Regions from separate parts of the Mus musculus genome. Here region 2 is linked to region 1. Evidence: chromatin contacts called from public Hi-C data. All regions are on one chromosome and are shown on one strand. Each heading gives the region's core, a stretch centred on a gene start, on an enhancer-like site or on the middle of the called end of the contact. The rest is flanking DNA. Distances are from core to core; before and after follow the strand shown. Region 1 has its middle 46 kb from the start of Gm36561. Region 2 overlaps Kcnk2 (potassium channel, subfamily K, member 2).

What was found. Hi-C and Micro-C count contacts between places; a contact is called where the count stands out from the background.
Region 2: a Hi-C map of cerebellar granule neurons shows a contact between it and region 1, with 2.0 times the contacts expected there. The contact joins two enhancer-like sites. A contact is called at or near these places in 16 of 484 Hi-C or Micro-C datasets (the BV-2 cell line, Sertoli cells, cerebellar granule neurons and 5 more) and 1 of 115 datasets of contacts at active chromatin or transcription factors (embryonic stem cells).

The regions. Positions count from the first base shown.
Region 1 is chr1:189,078,188-189,083,663 of GRCm38.p6, forward strand. It overlaps the pseudogene Gm18698. Among named protein-coding and RNA genes, the nearest start is that of Gm36561, 46 kb to the left of the region's middle. Within about 2 kb of position 2,789, at least 10 of the 459 cell types and tissues checked have an H3K27ac peak or open chromatin away from gene starts, as enhancers often do. A contact at or near this core is called in cerebellar granule neurons, where this site is marked.
Region 2 is chr1:189,216,319-189,221,794 of GRCm38.p6, forward strand. The region is part of intron 6 of Kcnk2 (potassium channel, subfamily K, member 2); the gene reads right to left. Among named protein-coding and RNA genes, the nearest start is that of A430027H14Rik, 120 kb to the right of the region's middle. Within about 2 kb of position 2,048, at least 29 of the 459 cell types and tissues checked have an H3K27ac peak or open chromatin away from gene starts, as enhancers often do. A contact at or near this core is called in cerebellar granule neurons, where this site is marked.

The sequences.
Region 1 (5,476 bases), core at 1,539-4,038:
GGGATTCCAGGACAGAGGAAAACAGAGGGAGACATGGGAAGACACCAACTGTTCTGTTCTACTCTTGTTTATCCAGACTGGGTTTCAGCCCCACTTTAAGACCTCCTTGTATATCCATTTGTAGTGTGTTCCCAACCATTACAGGGTCCTTGGGTTGCACTCCAAGGTGACCAGAACAGTTAGTTCTCGGTTCTCCCCTTACAACAATAACATAAAAGACTGTCAAGGGCCAATTTCCATCTTCTCCCTGTGTCTGTCTTTCAATGTTTGTCAACAATAGCAAGCAGACCTATTTGGCAAGTTTGGCAAGCATGGCTTCAACATCTTTTGCTAGGGTCATATACTGTAGACTATAGATTTGCCCAGGAAATTGGAAGGTGTGACACATGCTGGTCCTGGGCTGGAAATAATATTCTTCAGCCTGTTTCCTATTGTCAACCAGTTTGGTTTCCTGGATTGCTCCATCCCAGTGTGAAATCCTCATATACTGAAGCACTCCTCAATGAGTTCAACTTGAGCTCAGTCACAGATGACTTCAGCCCCTACCTAGTAGTGGAATTTCATAGGTCAGAGCCTTATGACCTAATGAAGTATGAAGCATGGGACCCGTAGAGTTGGAAGAATTGACTTTTTTTTATTACGTATTTTCCTCAATTACATTTCCAATGCTATCCCAAAAGTCCCCCATACCCCCCCTTCCCACTTCCCTACCCACCCATTCCCATTTTTTTGGCCCTGGCGTTCCCCTGTACTGGGGCATATAAAGTTTGTGTGTCCAATGGGCCTCTCTTTCCAGTGATGGCCGACTAGGCCATCTTTTGATACATATGTAGCTAGGGTCAAGAGCTCCGGGGTACTGGTTAGTTCTTAATGTTGTTCCATCTATAGGGTTGCAGGTCCCTTTAGCTCCTTGGGTACTTTCTCTAGCTCCTCCATTGGGGGCCCTGTGATCCATCCAATAGCTGACTGTGAGCATCCACTTCTGTGTTTGCTAGGCCCCGGCATAGTCTCTCAAGAGACAGCTATATCGGGTCCTTTCAGCAAAATCTTGCTAGTGTATGCAATGGTGTCAGTGTTTGGAAGTTGATTATGGGGTGGATCCCTAGATATGGCAGTCTCTAGATGGTCCATCCTTTTGTTACAGCTCCAAACTTTGTCTCTGTAACTCCTTCCATGGGTGTTTTGTTCCCAATTCTAAGAAGGGGTACAGTGTCCACACTTTGGTCTTCAAGGAATTGACTTTTTAAAGTAGGTTTTCCATATCCAGCACTCCCTCTGTTTCTCCTTAAAGATGAAGGCAGAGGAAGGTGGGCAGGGACAGGAGAGTATGGAGAAGGTCTGTGACAGCAATTCTGTAGTTACAGGAAGAGGATGCAAATCATTAACATCTCATAAAGGATGTGACTGCTCAGCATCTTAGGTCCCAAGAGGTTCAACCGAGTTGAGTAGGGGCATATCCAACACGCCTCTCCTGCTCCCCCTGGCTGTTGATGAGTCTGTTGTCTAGGTTGAAGAAGATCAGAGAAGCTCAACTTGGGCTTCCCAAGCCCCAAACAAGCTCGCTATGGAATATATTTTATCAGCATATTCATCAAAAGATTGCATCAATCAAAGCATAAATATTGGACACGACACAAAAAACTTTGCCAACCTTAAGGGGAGCCATCTGGATGCTTTTTCTTATGCATAAATTGCTGACTTTTCAAATTTCTGTCATACGTAGCATTCACTTCCTATTTCATGTCTAGGGAAGATACAGCAATTACAATCCAACCTAAAGATGTTCTTTGTCAGTCGTAGTTTAATGGCTGACCATCAGTTTATGTTGGTGTCACAGGATGTTCCTGTCTCTGGGCTGTGTCACAGTGACCCAGAGGACCACATGCCCCTTTTGTGTAAGCTGAGCTCCCAGGCTCAGCACCTGCTCCTGTTCAGAGAAGATGGTCATCTACCTAACTCTTTTATAGTGGGCATCTGTGAGCATCTTGTTCTATGCCACTGAACAGGGAGCAGATGGGGGGGGTGTGTGGCGCCTGAGTGAGATTAGGAGAGAAGCAGCAGCTACAGAGCACTGTCGGTTGAATCCGGAACAAAAAATCTGCCACTCTAATCCTGCTAATTATGTCTTCACACCCTGTGACCTTTACTCCAAAGTCGTAATTCCACTAAACCTGACAGATTTTCTGGAAGCCTCATCTGCTCACAGCCACCTTTAGCGTCTAGCCTGTCTTCCTCCCCAAATCTCTATTCCAGTAATTTAAAAGTATTAAGACCTGATACCTCAGGAAAAAAAAGCAGGCTACAGAAATGAAATCTCCAACCTTCTCACTGACTGGACTGGGAAACAGAGTATTCAGTCTCCAACTCTACGCTTGCTCGTGCTTTCAGTGTGAGATACCTAAAAATCTAAGCTGCAGCAGAGTGTGTCAAAGTAACACACACATCAAATATCAATTTAGCAGGCACTTTGGAGAGTGCATTGGTACTTTTTAGTACTATACTGTTCTGATGTTCTTTCCATGAATAGATGAATGAATGAATGAATGAATGAATGAAGCTCTTTGTTGTGGTGTGTATATAGATTTCTACATGTATGTTAAAATAATACACAATAGTGATATTGCACTGCAGACATTTAGCTACCACACCAAGAATTAGTAGACTCCTGTTGTCAGTACCTCCTCCCTCCACACCTCAGGAAGACACAAGCCAGTTGCAGGGTTGTGGCAGTTTGAGTGGGATGTGGTTCCCCAGGGCACATACGGCTGAGCACTTGACCTCCAGCAGGTGGCGCTGTCGTGGGAGGCGGTCGCAACCATGGGAGGAGAGCTGGCTTCCCCTCTTTCTGCTTCCCGCATGCCTGCTGCCAAGCCACGAAGTGAACAGCTTCTCCCTACACACTCCCAGGCACACTGATGACAAGCTCCGCTTGGGCACAAAGTGACAGAGCCAGCCCAGCACAGACTAAAACCCGGAAACCCCAAAACTTTGAAACCCTGCACTAAACTCCAGTTTCTTCCAAGTCCTTTGGAGTCCTTTGTCAGGTATTTGATCACAATAGAGGGAAGAGTAATAAATACAGGAAATTATTTTCTCAGGCTTAGAGCTGTAGCTGGATGCCACCCCACAATCAATCTTTGACAATGAAAATAATAGCAGTAAGCAAACACGAGAAATATCACTATCACTTTAGATTATAGGCAAAGCCCCTTCCTGGCACCACACAGTCAGTGAGGTAGAATCAGGCTGTAAAGCCAGGGAGAACCAGAGTAAACTCTGGGGAGCCAGAGGCTCATGTTTCTGTAGCAGAGTCACAGTCTGTTCAGGGAAGTAGCCACATGGAGGGTAAACTGAAAAAAAAAAAAAAAAAAAAAAAAACACAAGGAACCCAAAAGTCATTCATCCTCCACGTCTGCAGGCTCTGCACATCAGGATCCAGCCAAGCCCAGCTCAGAATGCTCAGCAGACTGCATGTGAAATGAGCAGGTAGCAGGATTCCCATGCCCTTATTCTCTAAGCAATGCAGAGCAGCACGTATTTATATAGTGAGAGCATATGGAAAAATCACCAGCAGAAAAGAAACAAGGGTTCTGCTACTTCTGCTAGGAAGGAAAGGGGGGAAGGCAGGGAAGAAGGAAAGAGTGGGGGAAGGGATGAGAAAGGGAGAGAGGAAGAAAGAGAGAGAGAGGGAAGGAGGGATGGAGGGAGGGAGGGGGAGAGAGAGGGAGGGAAGGAGGGAGGGAAGGAGGGAGCCAGTGCCAGGCACAGTAGGATTGAGAATGGAAGGCTTCTCTTGGAAGTCCCCTCATTTTATGCTAAGGAAGGAGGTGTGGGCTTTGAGATTTAAACAGGATAATGAATGGTAATAAGTAGGAGGAAGGAGAGAGAGTCGGGTGTGTATGGGGCACTGTGTGATGTGCACTTGAAACCTGCATTTTTGTAATCAGTGAGGGGTCTCAGCTCACTGTGACTTGAAGGCCTGTTTATATCAGCAGTACACTGGATCCCTCCATTGTCTTCTTGTAAGCAAAGGATCTGAATTTCTGGGTGAAGCTTAAAATATTTTGCATAGAATACCTGGCATCAAGTCTGTGTGTATGTTTACACATACAAACAAACATACACATATAAATGCATTCATACATATGTCCACACACACACACACACACACACACACACACACACACACACACACACGACAGGAAATGGCTCAGAGGTTCAGAGTGAGTACTGTTCTTACAGGAGACACAAGTTTAGCTCTCAGTACCCACAACAGCAGGCTTACAACTGCCTGGAAGTCCAGTTCCTGAATACTTGGCGCCCACTTCTGGACTCTATAGGTACTTGCACCAACCTATCTATGAACCCAGCATCTTACATACAAAATTTAATAATAAAATAAAATTTCTTCATTAAGATAGGGTCTTACTATGTAGCATTGGCTGTCCTAGAACTCACTATGTAGATCAAGCTACCCTTGAAGTCACAGAAATCCACCTGTCTCTGCCTCCCGAGCACTGGGATTAAAGGAGTGCGCTATTGGGCCTGGTTAAAGATAAAATGAAAACTTAAAAAAATAACTGAAATAACATTTAACCTTAAGATGTCCAGTATTTTTACATCATCTTTATTTTGTGTATTTAGCTTGCTATTTGAAACACATTTTTTTGTGTTAACCACCCCACCCACACACACTCACATATACATACACATATATATTTACAACTTTGTTTACATAGAAGGCTTTTTTTTTCTTTTTTTACATTTTTAGTTTCATTGGCTTTAAAAATATTATGAGTTGTGAGCACAACGAGATACTATTGAAATGATCCATAATTATAATGAATAAATAAGAAGACACTCGTTTGCTCTATCCCTGCAGTAATTGAATCAGGGCATTGGAGCGACTGACATTAAAATGACTGACTGTGAGTTTCCAACTCTCCTTATTGTTAGTTAGAGCCAAAGGCATCTCATAAACTGGGTGGAGGGAGGAGTGGAACAGGAATCAAGTTAAAATAGCCATAAACCTCTCAGTTGTCTGAGGGACGGTTGGAGAAACAGGAATTACTTTTGTAATTTTAAGTGAAAAGTTGTTTACTATAGAGAATTAGCTAACATATCACACGCACACACACACACACACACACACACACACACACACACAGAGAGAGAGAGAGAGAGAGAGAGAGAGAGAGAGAGAGAGTGAATCCTGAAGATATGCTCATTACCCTGAGGCTCCACACATTGAAGAAATTCCTAGAATAAAATGGTTGGGCTGATTGTGAGCAGAGCAGCTCCTGTCACTGCCATCAGAGGGTGGGGTTGGGAAGGACAGATGGCAACAAGGAGGGATGGTCAGGGGTGACTGCTGTGGCTTAGATGGCAGCTTCTTATTGTACCCCTTTAAACAAACCAGAGGGCAGTCTTATTTGAGTTTAATAGAAGAACAGATTAGGTAAAAATCTTAATAGCT
Region 2 (5,476 bases), core at 798-3,297, 140 kb after region 1:
TTCTGTCTGAAATTCTGATACCTTATAGCCTTCTGGGAAATTATAATGAGTCACCACACATTAAGTTGGTTTTATTTTGTTGGATTTTACTTTTAAAAACCTTATAGCAGCTTAAACCAGTGATTCTCAACCTTCATAATGCTGTGACCCTTTAATACACTTCCTCATGTTGTGATGACCCCAGATGATAAAATTATTTTTGTTGCTACATCATGACTATAATGTTGCCACTTTTATGATTCATAATATAAATATCTGATATGTGACCTCAGTGAGAGGGTCATTCTATCCCCCAAAGGGGTCACAACCCACAGGTTGGGCATGCTGGCTTCTATAGCACTTCCTCTCCCTTTGACATAGCAGTGTTCTTCACATAATGACCAAACAGAGAGCACACGGTGGTCCTGAGTGGTCACCATGGGTTTCCTCAGCCTGGGCATTTCCTGAAAGGCCTTCTCTTGGATCCCACATGTTTCAAGCTTTTCTCTAACTCTCATAATCTCTGACTGACAACAGCAAAGGCAGTAAGTGGGTAGCGCACAGTGCCTTCCTCATAGACCATGGGCTAACCAACCTCTGTCACTAAACCATCCCTCTGGCCTAAACTTACCTGATCCCATAGTTGCAAATGTCATCGCTGCCTGGTCTGCTGCAGTTTCAATTCTGCACTGTCATGGCTGTGTGGGAACAGTTCAGATTGGTACTCCCCTATCTACTCTGTGTTCCTTTCTATTTATTTTCCCCTAACTTGCCTTTGTGCCTCTGGGTTTGGGGGTCTCTCTCTCTCTCTCTCTCTCTCTCTCTCTCTCTCTCTCTTTCTCTCCCCCCCCCCGCCCCTGCCCCCAGGTAACCATGTCTTTCCGTTTGTCAATGATCTCAACGATCATACGTCCATACTTCCTGATGTCTCTTTTATCCATATCTCTAGGTCAGGTCACCCCTGAACCCACAGTATCTAACTGACTGCTCTGAGGGCATCTCACTCGGATGACCCGAGGGCACCGCAAGCCCCAGGTTTCCCTGATGATACTGCTGAACTTCTGAAGCCTGGCATTTGAAGCTTCACGCCATCCCAGTACCTGCAGCCACTGAGCTGCCCAAGTCAGACAACATCATCACCCATTCCTCGTCCTCGCACCCGGTCTCACATCTGTTCCTGCAGAGCCACCCTTCCCTTTCACCTCCTTCCCAGCCCTCCACCCTACTGTGCTGTCTCACCCAAACCACCCTGAATCCCCTAGCATCCCCTTGTTTCTCAAACACAGCCTCCATGCCGCAACCATAACCTTCTGTACTATTCCATCACATCCGAGGAGCTCACGCAATCTGAGGCTTGCCTATCCCTCCAGACTCAAGTCTAAACTCAAGTCCCCAGCTCTGCCTGCAGGAGCTCGCTGTAGATTTCTTTCAGCTCCTTGAGCAGTCTATGCTTGCTTGCCAATCTCTCCGTCCAGACAATAATGTTTCCCCGTTCCTCTGGGATAGTTTCTGCTGGCAGGGAACTAAACGTCCTCACCAAGCCGTTCCCCTAGAATCCATTTTGATCATCTGTTTGTTCCTGGGCCACTGTGTACAGTCCGTCCTTCCCTCACAACACTCTCGGTACAACTTGTTACAATTGTTGCTTTAATTTGCTTGTCTGGCTTCATGGCAGGAGGCAGGTTTTGACTGCTGGGTCCTGTTGGGTATTTCCAGCTCTGGGAAGAGTGCATGCATTGAGAATGTAGCCAGTGCCAGCTGGACCAATCAGGTGAACATATGGCAAGCCAGTCTTCAAGATTCCTTATACATAATCAGGTCAAAGGGAGTCTGTTTCCTCATCTGATAAGACATCTTGTTCCTCCTGACAGGGAGAGGCAGCTTTCAAGAAGCACTCATGCCTAGCCTGGTCTGCATAGGTAAGGCTCAGCATGTTTCCTCAAAACTTGTTTCCGAGTTTCCAGCCGCCAGAATGCCCGGCCTGCATAGTCTCCTCTAACCATACCCCTTCTCGCTCTCTTCATAGCTCTGACTGCCTTGCATGACCACACCTTGTAAGCAATCCCAGACTCTGGCCTTCCCCATCTGTGCTGGCTAGCGATTGTCCTGCCAGGGCTTTTCCAGAGAGGGAGAGCCATGCTGAGTGTGAATGGAACCATCCTTCCTATCATGGTAGGGGTCTTGGAGACAGACTAAATAAAAGGTAAAAGGATAAAGCCAGATGGGCTCCAGCACACATCTCTCTGTGCCTCCTGATTGTAGGAGCAATGTAGAACCACCTCACAGCTGCACAACTGTGCCTTCCCCCACCAAACGGATCAAAGAAAAATCCATCCCTCCTTCAGTTGTCACTTATCAGGCATGTTGCCCCATCAGTGATAAAAGTGACTAGCATAGTGTCCTCATGGGATTCATCTCTTTAGAAACCAAACATCTCCCTTGGTAGCTAGGGGTCTTTGTTTAGACTCTAAGGCCTTTCGGGACAGCAAAGCATGATGCTCACAGAGTCCTGGGTGGCTTGCCTCTGCAGCAATGGTCCAGAGCTTATGACTTCTGGTTCTTTCTGTTATCCCAAACAACGAGAGCAAGACCCTTTGAACTGCAACAATGCATCTTAAAACAAGCACTTGCAATAGTTTTATCATTTGGGGTGGGGGGGTAACTTTCCTAAACTGTCTGATTGACTGACTGCTCAAAGAAGGACACCTCTTTGGGATGTTTACAATTTAGAAATCCTAAAGGACGATTGCCAGTGTTCATGTGAGTATTTATCACTCCTCTGGTTCCCATCACAGATGAGGCAGTCTCCGTGAGAGCCTAATCTACAGCCTTCTGTCTCCTTCAGCCTTCTGTCCCCCCAAACACTCTATAAGGCAACATCTACAATTGTGCTTCGGAAAACAGTAACTCAGAGAACTGCGCTCATTCCCCGCCTTGATGGAGATGTGCCAGAAATATGAGCATCGCTGAACTAGTGAGACGCTGCCAACTGCCGCCCAACACAGACATCCCCCTGCGGGAACACCAGGACCTCTGTCCTAAGGTTGATATTTGCATTCTGAGTCCGTGTACACTGGCACAGCCCAAAGACAAGGCAACCTAGAAACCCCGGGCTCCTATTCATTTGCTCATCAGAACCAATTTTAACAGTTTCAAAAATATTCATATCCTGTGACAAAAAGCCAGTAATTTACAGAATCATATTCTGATCAAGAGTTTCCGGCAAAGAGAAAAAAAACTAAATGTGTAAGATGTCATATTGTAAACACAGTAGCAGTAAAACCTGTAAGATGCAACTGTGTTTTGAGAAGTCTGTCGCCTGTAGAAACCATTTTCTACTACCATGATGGGGTTAAGCTTTAGGTAGAATTGTTTCATAACTAAATATTACCATATATAATAATGAATGCTATCATATGTATATGACATGGTAACTGGATTCTAACCATTGGGCACCTATTAATACACTAAGTGTTGGGATTTATGTTGCTCTTTGGGAGATGTAAACATTTTGGTGTAGTGTTTTGTTCTCTCCTATCATCCCTTGGTGACAGCATCTGTCGGATGAAATATACTGCAGAGCCAGCTGCGAACAAAGCCTGGAAGCAGGGTTCTGGGATGGTTTTCATTGGCTCAGTACGGTCTTAAGCTTCAGAAGTAGACGTCATCGTCCCTGAGAATCTATCCAACCTGGATATTAATGCACACAAATATGGCTTGGTGGAATCTTTAATTTTTAATATTATAAAGTAAATAAAAAATAACTGAATCTGTTTGAGTCCAGATTTTTGAACTGTAACTCAGCTAAGTTTACTAACATGCAATTTATTATCCTTCCACTCCATGCAGTGAAAGAGTTCCTTCCTTGTCCAGACTTTTGTGGCTGTCTAAATGGGCCTACTTCTCAAAGGCTCATCAGTCTGCATTGGGAGGCAGGAAGCCCAGCACAGTTTCACGGAACTTTCCAGTCTTGGAAATGATTTTCAAATTAAACTTCTGAGAAGTGTGATCTTTTTAAGTGCTTGTATAAAGAGATTATTTTCTTCTAAATAAACTCTTCAAAGTGCCAGCTGCATAGTCCCCAAGAGTACAGAATCTGTGTCTGAGAGTCCATCTTTGAGAGGTACAAAGTTGAGTCTGTTTCTGAGAGGTGGCGGTGGGTCTATGCTTTCTCGTCTAACTGTACAACCATGTGTCTAGGAAAAAGGAAAATTTCCCACCCCGGCCTTTGACTTTCCCTTCCTTCTGCTTCTCCATTGCTGGGCAGGGACGTGCTCATGGGAAGCAATTGCTCTGACATAGCCATACCCCTCATTTTTAGTAAGATAATCTTTTCCAGGGTAAATTTAATAGAAAATACCTATCCTACAAAGCAATAGTCATGGTCTTCTGACAAGCATGGCCTACCAGCATCACACTGTTGGACCTCGGCCCAGGTGGCATCACATAAACTCTCCAGCATTAAGTAGTACTGGCTCATGAGTCCTGGTTTTAAACGATTTAGCAACAGTCACCAAGAAACTAGACATCACTCCATTTTAGCCCTGCTCTAGTTCTTCTATATTAACTTGGAAAATTCATCAAGTTTAGAATAGTTCCCCCCAAAACTGTACACTTACCTTGACTATATAACAATTGAGTGATTCGGAGCCAACTTCACATTATATTAACAGTGGGTACCTTCATTTTGTCCACTAAACCCCAGAACATGCCCAAACTTTATCCCCACTCAACCATGTCACCACATCCTCTGTGCTTCCCCCACAGACTTCCCCAACCATCTGCCACCTTTTAGATTCTACCATCTTTTGGGTTCCATGAGGAGGGAAATCCAAAATTGCCAATATTCCAAACTGGCCCTTTCCTAAAGATGAGCCTTCCTGCGCTCATACCATGTCCAAGGCCATGTCCTTCTCTCCATCCCTCTGTGCTCTCTCTGCATCCTGCCTTTTCACCTCCTCTCCTTCCTCATTCCCCTTCTTTCTTTTATTTCCCCCCAGTCTTCTAACATTCACCCCAGACATCTTTTCCCTACACAGTGTTCTCTGCATTACCTAAATTTTATCCTAACTGGTTTTGCTTTTGCTTCTCAAATGATATTTTTGAGTAGCAACCAGCACATCAGGTCAGACAGTCCCTCTCCTGGACCATCCATGGATGAGCAGTTTCTCCCTGTGATTCTCAAGTCTATTCAGGTACCAGCACCTATTTCAATACTGGGCAATACTTCTAGGCATTCTCCCTGTTTCTGTAGCTTTAGCCCTTGATGCTGGTACAGATGTGATAACACAACACAAAGCTTCTTCTCTTAGAAAAGTTCTCAAGCCCAACACTTAGGCCTTGTTGAGGAACATGAAGGAAACTTTGTTCATTATCAGGAATAAGTTCCTCAGGCCTTCCCAGAATTCCCCTGTTCCTTTAGATGGTGAGATCATAAAATAATGTACTTTTCTCGGCACTCAGCTGTCCCCAGACCTTAATGCATCGAGGAAAGTTA